Linked DNA regions of Zea mays: regions 2 and 3 are each linked to region 1. The links are chromatin contacts, called in public Hi-C maps. All regions are on one chromosome and are shown on one strand. Each heading gives the region's core, a stretch centred on a gene start, on an enhancer-like site or on the middle of the called end of the contact. The rest is flanking DNA. Distances are from core to core; before and after follow the strand shown. Region 1 holds the start of LOC541781 (dihydrolipoamide S-acetyltransferase). Region 2 holds the start of LOC103627097 (putative transcription factor bHLH041). Region 3 holds the start of LOC103627107 (aminopeptidase M1-A).

Evidence for each region. A called contact is a pair of places that touch in the nucleus more often than the background predicts.
Region 2: a Hi-C map of leaf mesophyll shows a contact between it and region 1, with 4 times the contacts expected there. The contact joins the promoter of LOC103627097 here to the promoter of LOC541781 in region 1. A contact is called at or near these places in 3 of 25 Hi-C or Micro-C datasets (bundle sheath, ear and leaf mesophyll).
Region 3: a contact with region 1 is called in a Hi-C map of endosperm, with 4 times the contacts expected there. The contact joins the promoter of LOC103627107 here to the promoter of LOC541781 in region 1. A contact is called at or near these places in 4 of 25 Hi-C or Micro-C datasets (bundle sheath, ear, endosperm and 1 more).

The regions. Positions count from the first base shown.
Region 1 is chr5:158,775,408-158,779,737 of Zm-B73-REFERENCE-NAM-5.0, forward strand. LOC541781 (dihydrolipoamide S-acetyltransferase) reads right to left here and starts at 2,482. Exons shown (of 18, transcript NM_001111466.1): 1 at 2,355-2,482; 2 at 1,470-1,563; 3 at 615-777; 4 at 187-227. The coding sequence starts at 2,390.
Region 2 is chr5:158,331,416-158,335,745 of Zm-B73-REFERENCE-NAM-5.0, forward strand. LOC103627097 (putative transcription factor bHLH041) reads right to left here and starts at 1,842. Exons shown (of 5, transcript NM_001370915.1): 1 at 1,650-1,842; 2 at 1,452-1,466; 3 at 497-1,333. The coding sequence starts at 1,715.
Region 3 is chr5:159,174,888-159,179,217 of Zm-B73-REFERENCE-NAM-5.0, forward strand. LOC103627107 (aminopeptidase M1-A) reads right to left here and starts at 2,011. Exons shown (of 19, transcript XM_008647428.3): 1 at 1,612-2,011; 2 at 795-940; 3 at 620-722. The coding sequence starts at 1,845.

The sequences.
Region 1 (4,330 bases), core at 1,232-3,731:
TGCAGAGTTTATGAAAGAAGTAAAGCAGAATGCCAGTAGATGTAATTCTGCACATGCATTTGAATGTAACCCTGCGTTTTTGCATATATTTCTTGAAGGGATTGTATCCACTTAGATATATACTAGTCATAACAATAAAGTTTCCCAATTAAAATGTAAAAAAAAAGTATAATAAACGGACAGTACCTGCACTACTTGAGAATGGCCGTGCTGAGACTACCTGTCCACTGCCAATAAATAAACGACCAAAAAAATGTCAAAACAGCTTCAGAGTATTTACCCAGACCTGACAGGAACATCAAGGTCAGACATATCTGGAGGAACCTAAAACTAATGCTGAGAATAATGAACTTCAATAATCAATATTATTCATCAGATTATATTGAGTTCTATAGTTCTACAGCAGAGAAGATTGCCATTTGTGTGCACTAAATTGTGAATCATGTTCAAGTATAGTCGAATAACTCAGGTATTTTCAAATATTTTAATGAACTTACACGAGAGATCCAATGGTCAACATTTCTAGATCTCAATTTCCACTTTAATGTAGTTTGCATTTGATGCATTCCAATACATCTCTATAGGCTACGATAACAGATTAGAAAGATACATACCATGAGAATGAACCACTGAGCCAGCTAGCAGCACTTGGGGTAAGGCTGTTGGATGCTATTCTCCATGTGCAGCTTCCATTTACTCCTGCTGAGAATGTCTCGAGCTGTTTTGCAGGCTGGTTATGCTGGGAAAATCTGGTACCTCTGGTTCTTTTTCCAATACCTGACATAACCAGAGGCATTACATTTTCAATAGCAACAATGAAGGGCATGCAATGAATGAGAACTATTCAGTGTACACATTGCCTCAGAAATCAAAACAACTAATTCCTGAAGCAGATTGGCAACAGAAGTCCAAAAATAGTAGGGTGGTGAATCAGACACACTCTCATGTCATGAAATGAAAGTACCAAGTATCAACTCCATAATCCAAAGCTTGGTGTGAATAACAATAGTAAAGATGGTGACGTAGTGCTTTCGAGAAAAAAGATGGTGACGTAGTAGGAAATGAAAATGCCAGACCAACTTATAGTTTTACTCTCGCTTTTGCACAAATGTGAGAAAAAACAATTAATAATGCTTCTATATCAGATATTTGAATCCAGGCTGAATGAAAAGAGCATAGATAAATTTCTAGAGCATCTAACATAAGTGTACCTAAGGTGACACACACGTCTACATTGATGATATTAAGAGGCATGAACAATAACAAAACAATAGCACAAGTGTATGGATAAATAAAACAATGAGCCTTTTAGATAGAATAAATAGTTTATCAGATAGTATGTAGCCTGAACGAGCATCTGCATTCCCAAATCTAGTTCAGTGGACACATTACAGATGCTATTGACCACCTCATGCGTCACTGAAAAAGGGGAAAGAAAATAAAAGAAAGATGAGAATGATAGAAAATACCATTTTCCCTGGCGATAAAGGACCCAGAACCGCTGGAGAAATGCCGAACAAAACTAAAATTCTCACAACCTACAGGATTTTGCAAACTCCGCAGCTGTAGAAGTGAATGGAGAAAGAAACATTAGATAGAAACAGAATGGTAGATTGCTTGATAACTCAATTAAGTATAAAAACACATCAAACAGGGTACATGGGATCTATCGAACTGAGAGATGCACACTATGCTGTTGAACAAGAACAAGTTCTTAAGAAACGTAGCTGGAGCAATAGCAGCAGCCCATAAAAGGAGTGCAGAAATAAATGAGAACAACATGTATCTAACCTAACAAAAACAAGAGCATCTGGATTTGAAATTAAAATGTCTTACTAGTTCAATCAAGTTTTAACAGATCATAGGATTATGTCAAAAAAACAACAGTCAATGTCATGACAGTTGCAATGCCTCCGCTTGTACAATCGAAAGTTCCAAACTGATCCTCCAACAACCAAATTTGTTTGGGGGCAAAACAGAATGGAATCTCCAGTTTATGACATGATAAATTGCAAAAATTCAACCACCCAACGACTGGTACCCTTTCCATGGGATCGTGTGCACGGAATAACACAAACGTGCAGCACGTATCGAACATCATGGTTAATTACAAAATGCATTCGCACGGAAACCCACATCCAGCAGTGATTGGCGACCTGATTATTAGCAGCGCAGAAGCAAGGGAAGCTAATCCATAATTTACTATTCCCTCCCCACTTGCAAAAATCATCAACATTTACAATACACGAAGAGGAAGCATCGGCGCGATTACCCGCATGAGATCGGACAGATCGAACACATTTTTATGAACAAAATTGCATAACGTAGGAAGGGAGAGGGACATGCACACATACCTTGCGCGAGTGACGGAGAAGCTGAGCGGCGGACATGGCGACCGAAGGCAATGGGCGCGTGGGTGGGTCTAGGGTTCGAGGGAGGTGATGCGGTGGAGATCGCAGGGGAGGAGGAAGAGGGGAGACGGGAGATGGGAGATGCGGAGGACCCACTGGGAGAGGAGGCGGCGTGGGGTGGGTCAGTAGGTGGGAGCGCGAGGCGTCATTGTTTGTTTAGTTTGGGTTTATGACGAGATATGGTGGGCAAGTTGGGCTTGGCTTCGGCCACCCGACCAAAATTCAGCGAGAGGTGATTCTCCGTTTGGTTTGGTTCGCTGTCCAAATTTTATTATAGTTTATTTAAATTTTTTAAAATTAGGATTTAGGAATATAAATTATATAATCTGGGTGCTACACTGCCTCTAACCCATACAACAGAGTGTTTCCGTGTAAAGCTCGACTCGGCTTGGTTCGTAGGCTCCAGACCACATATGGTAGTTCTCTGATCCATTTTCCTTCGAGTTTCTCTCTTGTCAAACACCTTTTCTCTAAGTGCATCGATATTGTTGGCTCTTTCCACCTGACCATTAGCCCTTGGGTGTGTCACTGTAACACTATAAAAATCATTAAATAAAAATAATGCAGTTAGTTTATTAATGGTATTTATGGTAATGATTTTTCTTTTAAGTGTTTGTTATTTATTTACATTTGGAATTTTTTTATTGCTCATAATTGATTTTAGATATTGAATAGGATTTATTCTTAAATGAAAATCCAAATAATTAATATAATAATTACTAGTCCAAAAATAAATTTATACTATTTATTAAGAAGGTAAGAGTAATCTGTCGTTCTGCCCTCCCGCGTTCTGCCGTTCTGCTCTCCCCGGTTCCGCGCGCAGAAAAAAAAATTAAACCGTGGCTGCTTAGGGATCAAACCTTGGATCTATTGAGCAGAATGCCTAGCCTAACACCCTCTAGCCAATGTGACTCATGTTAAATTGCATACAATTTCAACTAAGACGTCTTTTGTGTTTAACTCGCTGTCCACTCTGTATACTCACTGAGTCTAGAAAAACATTTATAGCTTGGCCCCTGATCATTCTAGAATTTGGGACACAGTCCAGGAAATAAAGAAAATAGGGAAAGGAGTTTAGAAATTGATTTTTAGTTTAAAAATAATTGCAGAAACCCATTTAATTCACGGAAATTTCATATTAAATCCAAATGAGTTCATTCAATTTCTATAATTCTATAATATTATTTTTTATCATATAATACCTTTGTTTTGTCATGAAAACAACAATAAAATTGATTTCCTAATTAATCCTATATCAAATACATAGAAACTTTGGAAATTCGTAACTTCCCCATTTTAATTCCAAATTGAACCGTTCCAGTTGTGTTAGTCTCGTATGAATATTTACTACGCAGTAACAACATTGATTATACCATGTTTCATACTTTTATAATTAGATATTTATTTATCTATGTTAATTGGGTTAATCTATGTCTATTGGATTAATTTATTTAATATATTAATATAGTATTCTAACTTTATGGTTATACGATGTTTGACCATTAGTCTTGCAAACACACACACTTACCTTTTTATTTAAACAAAAGCGTATGGTGGTACGTGTCCGATGACTAACGATGTACGAGGAAATTTCTTCCGGTATGTGTGAAACATGCTCTCTAATAATGAGACCATGCAAATCGTGACATATATCAAAGTCTACATGATATTGATGGTTGCAATGTAGTGGTGAAACAGATAGATTATAAATAACAAAATTTATGTATGGTCAGAATCACAAATTGATTATGAAACATTTTCTCATAACGGTATAACACATATTTTGCATATAAGTTATCGTAGTATACTGGTATTATATATTTCCGTTGCAACGCACGGGCATTCAGCTATGATTGATATAGGCATATAGAAACAGTAATCTTTACTAACTATTAAGAACTTACTGTAGATTGCCCCCG
Region 2 (4,330 bases), core at 592-3,091, 440 kb before region 1:
ACCGTATTGTTTTGCTACAAGCTTAAGACTAGTACGCAGCTACGCATCAAAAGTATATAAGCTCAAATGGTCGTCGCCCAAATACTGAAGAAAATAAAATTTCACTAGTACACGTGCAATAGCTTGAGAGGCATTGCATAGGACGACTAAGGGTTTGTTCGGTTATTTTCAATCCATATGAATTATAGTGAATTGATATAGATTGAGAGAAATTTTGACTTACTAGGGATTGAAACCTCTCAATACCCCTCAATCCATATGGATTGGGGTAGAACCGAACAAGCCCTAACTGTGTAGTATTTCATGCATAGATAAAAGCAATAATTCTCAATTTAATTGAATAAAAATGGAGTTGATATATTATACAGTATAACGATATGTATTTATATATAATGATGATGCGTAATTAATCAACAAGCAAACCGTCTATAATTTTTTTTCCTGAAAGATGAATCAAGCAAGCAAGCCATCATCATGCTGTAATTGGGGAGTTTACCTTTGATCCCGGTGGGAGCAAGCCTCTAAGCGCCTCGAAGCTCTCGTTGAGCCTCTCCCGCCGCCGCCGCTCCGATATCATATGGTTGAGCTGGCTGCTCGTCGGCACGGCCGGCGACGACAGGTCATCCTCTCCCTCCTGGCCCCTCTGCGCCATCGTGGTGCCAGTGCGCTCCCGACTGAACCTGAGCATGTGCATCCTCCTCAGGATGGAGATGCCCATCTTGATCATGCGCTGCCCTGGGACGCCCGGTGGCCGCCACGGCGCCCTGGGCGCCAGCGCCGCGTTGTACGCCCGGAACGCCGTTGCCGCCCCACGACGCCGCCGCGCGCGGTGGTGCTTTCCCGGAGGAGGAGGTGCCGTGGCCGTGGACGGTGGAGTGGGGAGCGCCGAGGAAGACGAGGCGCCGGAGATGACGTCGATCATGGCCTGCGCCATCGCGGCGTCGTCGGTGTCGGCGCTCGGGAAACGGACGTGACCTGGGCCGTGCCGAGCGAAGGGGACGGGGAAGACCGGCGGGCGCGCGTGGGGCGGAGGAGGCGGTGGAACCGGCGGCGCCCGTCGCTCTACGGAGGAGGACGGCGTCGGCGTGGCGGCCATCGTGCGGGGAAGCGACGTCAAGGCATCGGCCGCCGGGCTGCCCACGGAGACGGACGGCGACGATGGCCGCGTCGGTGGCAGCTGGAGCAGTTCCTCCAGCAGCGACTGCTGGAAGAAGTCCTCCGAGAAAACCTGCTGCAAGGTCGACTCCAGGCTCATCGGAGACGTCCCGCTAGTTGGCGCCGTATACATGCCGATCTCGACCTCGCCGCTCTCGCATCCCATGAATGCCGCCATCTGCGCAAGCCAATTCCCCAAAAGTCGATGATCATGTGTATAGAGAAGTCATGTATATAGCTTTAATTTATTGCACGTTCGATGATCATGTGTAGTTACGGTGATGAAGAAAACAAACCTGAATGCCAGCTTCCTGCAACATCACAAGCAAGCGAGAATAAAGCAGCTCAGGATTAATTTGAGGACGATGAAGTGAAGCGAGGGAAACCAACAACAGCAAGAAGAAGGAGAAAGAAATCCAGAATCAAATGCGATAATATATATATAGAGTAGCACACAACAAGCTAGACGAAGGAGTGCAGATGCATGCACCGACCTGATAGAACTGTTGCTGCACTGGCAGCGACGCCGAGGTCGTGAGGTCGTGTGCCGGCAGCTCCATGTACGCGCGGCCGTCCTTGTACGCCCACCCCGGCACGCACCTGCGCGAGGAGCATAGGCAGAGATCGAATCATATCGCGCGCCATGGCCATGGCTGATGAGCGAAAGGAACGAAACCTCAAGTTGCATTGCCAATGGACGCCCGGTCCCCGCGACGTTGGGTCGTCGCCGCCGGCCGGCCGGCATGGATGGATGCATGGTAGATATAGTATATATGCATGCAACGCACCCGGAGACGGGTGCGCAAAGCGAGCCCCGGTAGGCGTCGAAGAGCGCGCGCAGGCGGTGGGCGTCGTCACCGAGGCTGGGCCGGCCGCCGTCGCAGAGCCATGCGTCGATGCAGCACAGCAGGCGGGCGCTGCGGGCAGGCAGGCAGGCAGGCATACGTAATAATGTCAATGCAATCCATGGCGAATCGCCCAATCGATCAATGCATGCATATGTGTAGGGTACGTACACGCGCGTACGGTACCTGGTGGTGGCAGCAGCTGCCGAGGAAGAGGATGAAGCTGGCCGATGGGGCTGGGAGGGGATGGCCGCCGCCCAGGCGCAGAGGTAGGCGCAGCCGGGGACGCGCGCCGCTGCCTGCTGGAGGATGCGCAGCCGGGACTCCTGGCCGAGCACGAAGAGGGTGTCCATACATCAGCCGGCGAGCTCAGGAGGGGGAGAGCTGCTGTTGTTGTACTCCATAGCTGTGGCCTGTGGCTGGCTGGCTGGCTTCCGTGGATGTCCGCGCTAGAGCTTGGCTTGGTGATCGAGTCGGTCGTCGCTGCCGCTGCTGTTTATATAGAAGTATACACGCATGACGCATGGTGGCTATGTGTGCAGATGTGTACGCGCGCGTGGGCGTGGGCCGGGCATGCATGAACTTGCGCCAGCCATCGTGTGGATGTGAGTGGAGCGGGAAAGTATAGCAGGACTGGGCGTGGACATGGACATGGACTAGTAGTGCGGCGGAGGGGGGAAGGTGAGGCTGGCGGTTGGCCTGGAGCTGGAGGCTACCTGCAGGCTGGACGACCTGGAGGAGGCTCCGGGGTTGAAAAGTACACTTGGGAGGGGGAGAAGACACCAGACACCACCAAACAGCAGGTCGTTCAATGGTCGACGCCTGAGTTGGCTTGGCTGGCGACTGAGATTGATGTGCTTCAAAAAGGGTCAAACAAGGTGGCACGGTCCACGGATCATCGATTGGGGTGGGGTGGGGGGCTTTTATTTAATTTCTAAAAACCCTTAACCTTCTCCTGTGTGCCTGCGTGCAACTTGTAACGCGGCATGCATGTGGACGATGATCTTCGACCTCGATCGGTTCATCATTAGCCCCTGCATCAGTCGTCGTAAAGACTTACACAGAGTAGTCCCTTATTAAGTTCCATTCTAAAACTATCATATAGTGCATTTCAATCTTCAAACTTTTCGTTTTAGCTCAACTTTTATCTCTCCTCCTACGTGGAACGTCATCAGTACGTGGTGCACGGTCGTGTCTAAAACCTCCTCTCAGCGGACATTAATAATTCTAATGTGTCTTGGCACCGTTTTATTTACGTATTGCTCAATTTTGTGGGAACAATAGCAACTGCTATGAACACAATTTTGTACTTTGAGAATACGTTGATGAATTATGATAACAGCAGATCTTCAATTTTTTTCCCTTACCTATTCTTAGCGTCAGGCCATCTGCAAATTAAATTAATTAGTTTTTTCCACAGGCTAAAAAATACATTAATTTTAACACTATGATTTTAAAAATAAAAATAGAATTGAGCTGATTTCTGTTACTCACTATATATATATATATATATATATATATATATATAGTTTATGTATTAGGAGCCCTGAGCTTCTAATAGCTGGGCGAAAGCCCTAACCTGATGCTACCAACCGGTTCAGTCGCACCAGGTCCGAAGCATCTATAAAAGAAGCTTCAGATCGCTAGGGTTCAGTTTTAGCGACGCCGACAGTTACGCTCTCACCCGAGAGGCGCGCACGACGGCGAATCAAGGGGACACCCTCGCGACGGTGGATCTGGGGGACACGCGCGCGGCGGCGGATCCCTAAGGCCAGCGCGCGACGATGGCCCCCCAGAGGTGTGCACGACAGCGAGGTGGGAGCGGTTGCGGCATCGGATCCCGAGGCCAAGCACGCGGCGGCGGCCCCATGAGGTGCGCACGACGGTGAGGTGGCAGCGGCCGTGGCGGTGGATCTCGGGGGGCACGAGCGCTACAGCGTCTCCATGAGGTGCACGCGGCAACGACTCCCTGAGGTGCGCACGACGGTGAGGTGGGAGCGGCTGCGGCGGCGCGACGGTGGATCTCGGGGGCACGTGAGCAACGACGGCACCCCTAAGGCGTGCATGACGGTGAGGTGGAAGCGACATATGCAACAGATCTCGGGATGCATGCGCGCGAGGGTCGACCCCTGAGCGCGTACGACTGCGATGTCATCCAAGGTGGGAGCGGCGATGGCGGACTTCCTAGGCGCGAGCGATGACGGCAGCCTCCCCTAGGCACGAAGTGGTGGCGCATCCCAGATGCGAGGCGGTGGTTCCGCAGGACGGCGGTCCTATTTTTATGCTATTTTGTACACATATTTATACCAATATCAATAGATTTTTATGAC
Region 3 (4,330 bases), core at 761-3,260, 400 kb after region 1:
TTATAGTTACAGTCTTCTAACATGCATGAATTATGACTTCAGAGTGTGATAGACAATCGAGAAATCAAAAGGCTGGCATATATCTTAGAAATTGATATGCTTCCATGCCAGTGATATTATGTGCATAAATGCTATGCTCTGTGAAGTATAAATCAAATGTAAGTGATATAAATGTAATCATAATTTATATGGTTGCATAAACAAATCTCACACGAGATCAAAGGGACTGAGTTTAGATAATCATTGCATGATCCAAGAACGGACAACTACAAAGAATCTCAATGTGCATGAGAACAGATATGTCCATGTAGAGAATAAAACCCTTGTTTTGTTTTATCATTAACACTATCATGAAGCTATTAATTGAACTTGTTCACAATTAGCACACAAGACTCTTAGCTATACACATCTTATCTAATGCAATAGAAGCAAAAGCAAACATAAGACAACACCAAAAAATCAAAGGGAGTAGACAGAAAACAAAGTGTGAAGCTTGAATGATGCCCTCCCCGTAAGCCACACAAAAGGTTCTAGCTCTTCATGTAATGCAAATAAAAGCACTCATATCTTTGTGCCTAAAAGAACAAAAGGATTTGAGAAAAAAATCAAAGCAGCAAACCTTGAAAGCAGGCTCATCCCAACAAGGGAAGCAGCGCCTTGCATCAGCTGGTTCAAACTGTGTTACAGCCATGTTTTTCTTCTCTCCATTAAGCTCATACACACTATAAACAGAAAGTTACGTTGTGAATATGTTGCTTGATTTATAAAAAAAACTTAACTACAAAAGTAATTACCTTCTGTAGAATCCATGCATCTTATCATTCAAAGTCCCCTTGAATGCAATCGTCAAAGTTCCCTCCCCGATAGAAAGCACCTCATTGAAGCGAATAATCAGGATCTCATCTTCTGGCACGTTGGTAACCTCCAAAGGTTGTAGCACCTGATTCAAATTATAGCAGCATTTACAATAAATGCAGAGCAAAAAGTGTTAGGGGAGGGCATTGTTAGAAACAAAATCATAAACCCTCCAAGACGACTGTTATCATCCAGACAAGGTGCTTTTTGCAAACCATCATAAGTGCAAAAGTTCTATTCCCACCCAGAGATTTAAAACATCCTTATATGATTACACGAAACTCTTAAGCTTCAACAAATATACAAGCACCTGTAAGTACCATATGCATCTGTAAGTATCAAACCGTGTGCATCTGCAAATATGGGACTTTCACTCAAAGTTAAATTTATATCCGTGGTCTAGGTGGTAATCTAGAATTATTTGAACACAAAAGATTCAATCAATCAACTTGCAAGAAATTCTGAGGTCGCTATAGCCCTAAGAAACTGAAGATTTCTTAAGGCGCCGATATCATCCCCACAACCCCTCCTCCGGCAGACCGGCACCAATGCCAGCTTGAAATGTTGAAGATGCTCTGAGCACATAAAAAACTTTAAGCGACTGGTACTCCGGCAAAAAAAAAACGCCATCTAAAAACCCTAGCTGACACCTCCGAAAACATCGCCACATCTAACCATCTAACCTTACACGATCAGATCAAACACACCCCGACACCCGCGCACACCGACGGGCGGAAGCGAGGCAAGGGCAAGCACCTGGTCGGAGCCCTGAGGCGCGAAGCTGACGCCCCCGGTCGCGACGTCGAGCTCGGCTGCGTTGAGTACGAGGAAGCGGGTGGGCGCGGCCACGCCGATGGAAACCGCCACCGAGCCAGTGAAGACGCAGGCGGGGAGGTCGGGCGTGAGGCGCAGGTCGTAGCGCCGCGGGGACGCGAAGTGGGGCAGCCGCGCCTGGCCCCGGAACTGCTCGGCGGTCTGCTCCGCCGCCATCGCCCGCAAGCCTGGCCGAGGAAGGAGGCAGCAGAGATTCGGACGGAAGCTTCGGAGGTGCCAAACTGAAACTGACGAAGGGTTAGGTGCGGCGTGACTGAGGACGGGGGTTTAAACATATACACCTTCACATTTTTATCTTTATATTTTAGAACTAAAAATATATAAAATATTTAAGGATACAATAAATATATAAGAAAATGAAATTAGGTTATAAAGGTATCTGGCACAGCTTACTCATACTATCTTTTATTCTCTTTTATTCAAAACTTTACTTTATAAATAATACAGTTTACATGATATTTTACACAATCATATTCACCATCTATGTCGAAGGCAACTTAATATGGATTTCTTTTATTCTCCTTTATTTAAAACTTCACTTATAAATAGTATAATTTATGTAATGTTTTACACAATCATATTCACCATCCGCTCAAGACAGCTTAATATGAATCTCTAATATGTAAAAGATGATATAAAAGATCTATAGATAAGGAATTTTATAAAAAAACTAATACAAAGAAGAGATATGGACGATGGCCCTGATATAATCATTTTATCTATGCTGGGGTGGGGACCTCTGCCCGGGTATGTGTTGTGGTTGTGGGGACACTGCCTGCCGGCGCCGGACGCGCGGCACAGCAACAGCAGAAGAAAGCAAAGCAAAGTTTTTATTTTAAACTCAAAGCAAACTGATTTCTGTGGTGGGTGGGTCGTGAATGGATTTTCTTTTGATTTTCATTTTTGTGGGATTTTTGTTTTGAACAACGCGCGTGGGTATGCGGGAAGATAATAAAGGTTGGAGCTACTGCTGTCACAAAACAAAAAAAATGTAGATAGGAGCTGATGCATGGAGGAGATGAGGAGTATCTAAATTTAATCCTCTAAATAAATATTCTATGTAAAACATTTGTCTTCTATATTTTTTCTACTTCAGCAATATTCTCTAAATTTTATCCTCTATATAAACAATGTTACCGGACTTTATTTTCTACATTCCTTTCTCCGTATAGAACGCGCACAGAAAAATATCATTTATATATCATATATTAAAATATGGTGTATATTAATTTTTACTTCACCTAAAATAGTACGCCTTTTTTATTACAAAGTTTCCTTCGCAGATCTTAAAAAATTACTATACATATTTGAGCAGCCACCTTGTCGGTGTTTTGGGTCCGACCGCACACCCGGGGTTGCCCCTCAAGGTGTTTTTAGGAGTAGGACGGTGTCAACGACTGTAGCAAAATGGTTTGTGCCAGTTGCACGAGAGACAGTGGACAAGGTTTACAGGTTCGGGCCGCTTAGAGATGCGTAACACCCTACGTCCTGATGAGTATGCTGAGTGAATGAGGTTACAAGAGAGCTCTCTGAATTGAGAATGCAGAGAGTTGGAGTGGGTGGCTAAGTAATAGGGTCGATCGATCTGAAGGGGTGCCCCCTAGGCCTTATATACTCGACCGTGGGGCAATACACGTGGATATGATAACGACGAGTAGCTAAAAGATAGTGAACTGCTTGAGTTTATCTCCTTGTAGTTCTGCCGACTTATCCTCGCATGGCTCCGTTGCATGGGGGCTCCAGCGCGGGAAAGTCGGATCTCTGTTGTGGTCACTCGCTCGACGTTGTGGGTCGTCCGGGTTCGCACCAATCCGGCCTCATGTCGATCTGCTTTGCTGGTTGTCTCTCCCCAGGCCCACGAAAGAATGACCTTACGATTTATTGGGCCCTTGAGCCTTTCGTGAGGTTTTTTACTCTTTTAGTGGACCCGGGGATATCTATCCCCCACAAGCCCCCGATCTTTGGGTTAATTTAGAGGTAATCAGCCCAAAGATCCCAGGTCCAGCTTGCAGGCGATTTGAAGAAAACGACTTCTTACTGTCTCCTCCTGCTTTGATCACTCGTAAACCGAAGCTTTGTTTCGTGTTTGTGCCTTAGAGGTCGGCATTTCGTTTTGTAGGACCCTGAACTTCTGGGTGTAGCCCCCGAGCTTCGAGTAGATTTTTAGAAAATAATCTACTCGAAGGTCTCCACCAGAAATTATTTCCATTTTTACTCCTGCGTTTTGGTTGAGGGTCAGCCTTGTCTTTAATCTTGCCCCATGCCTTAGAAGTCGGCACTTGGCTTGGAATGATGATTCATGGGGTGCACCGAAGGTGCACCCAATGAGTGTAGCCCCCGACCTTCGAGTGGATTTTTGAGGATAATCCATTCGAAGGTCTTCCTTTTGTGCCTTTTTGCTGAAGATTATCTTTTCTACTTATAAAAATCGGCATGATGCCTTCTGCATTATGCTTTGGAGGTTAGCATTATGTCATCAATATTATGCTTCGGAGGTCAGCATGTATTTTGTCTCTTGCAGCCGAGTTCACAATCCATCCATATCTTGCTTGGCAGTGTAATTTATTTGCTCTGTGACTGATTGGACATTTGACGGACGTTCTCTGTCTAGTCTTCACGTCGCTTCCATCGGCCATATTTT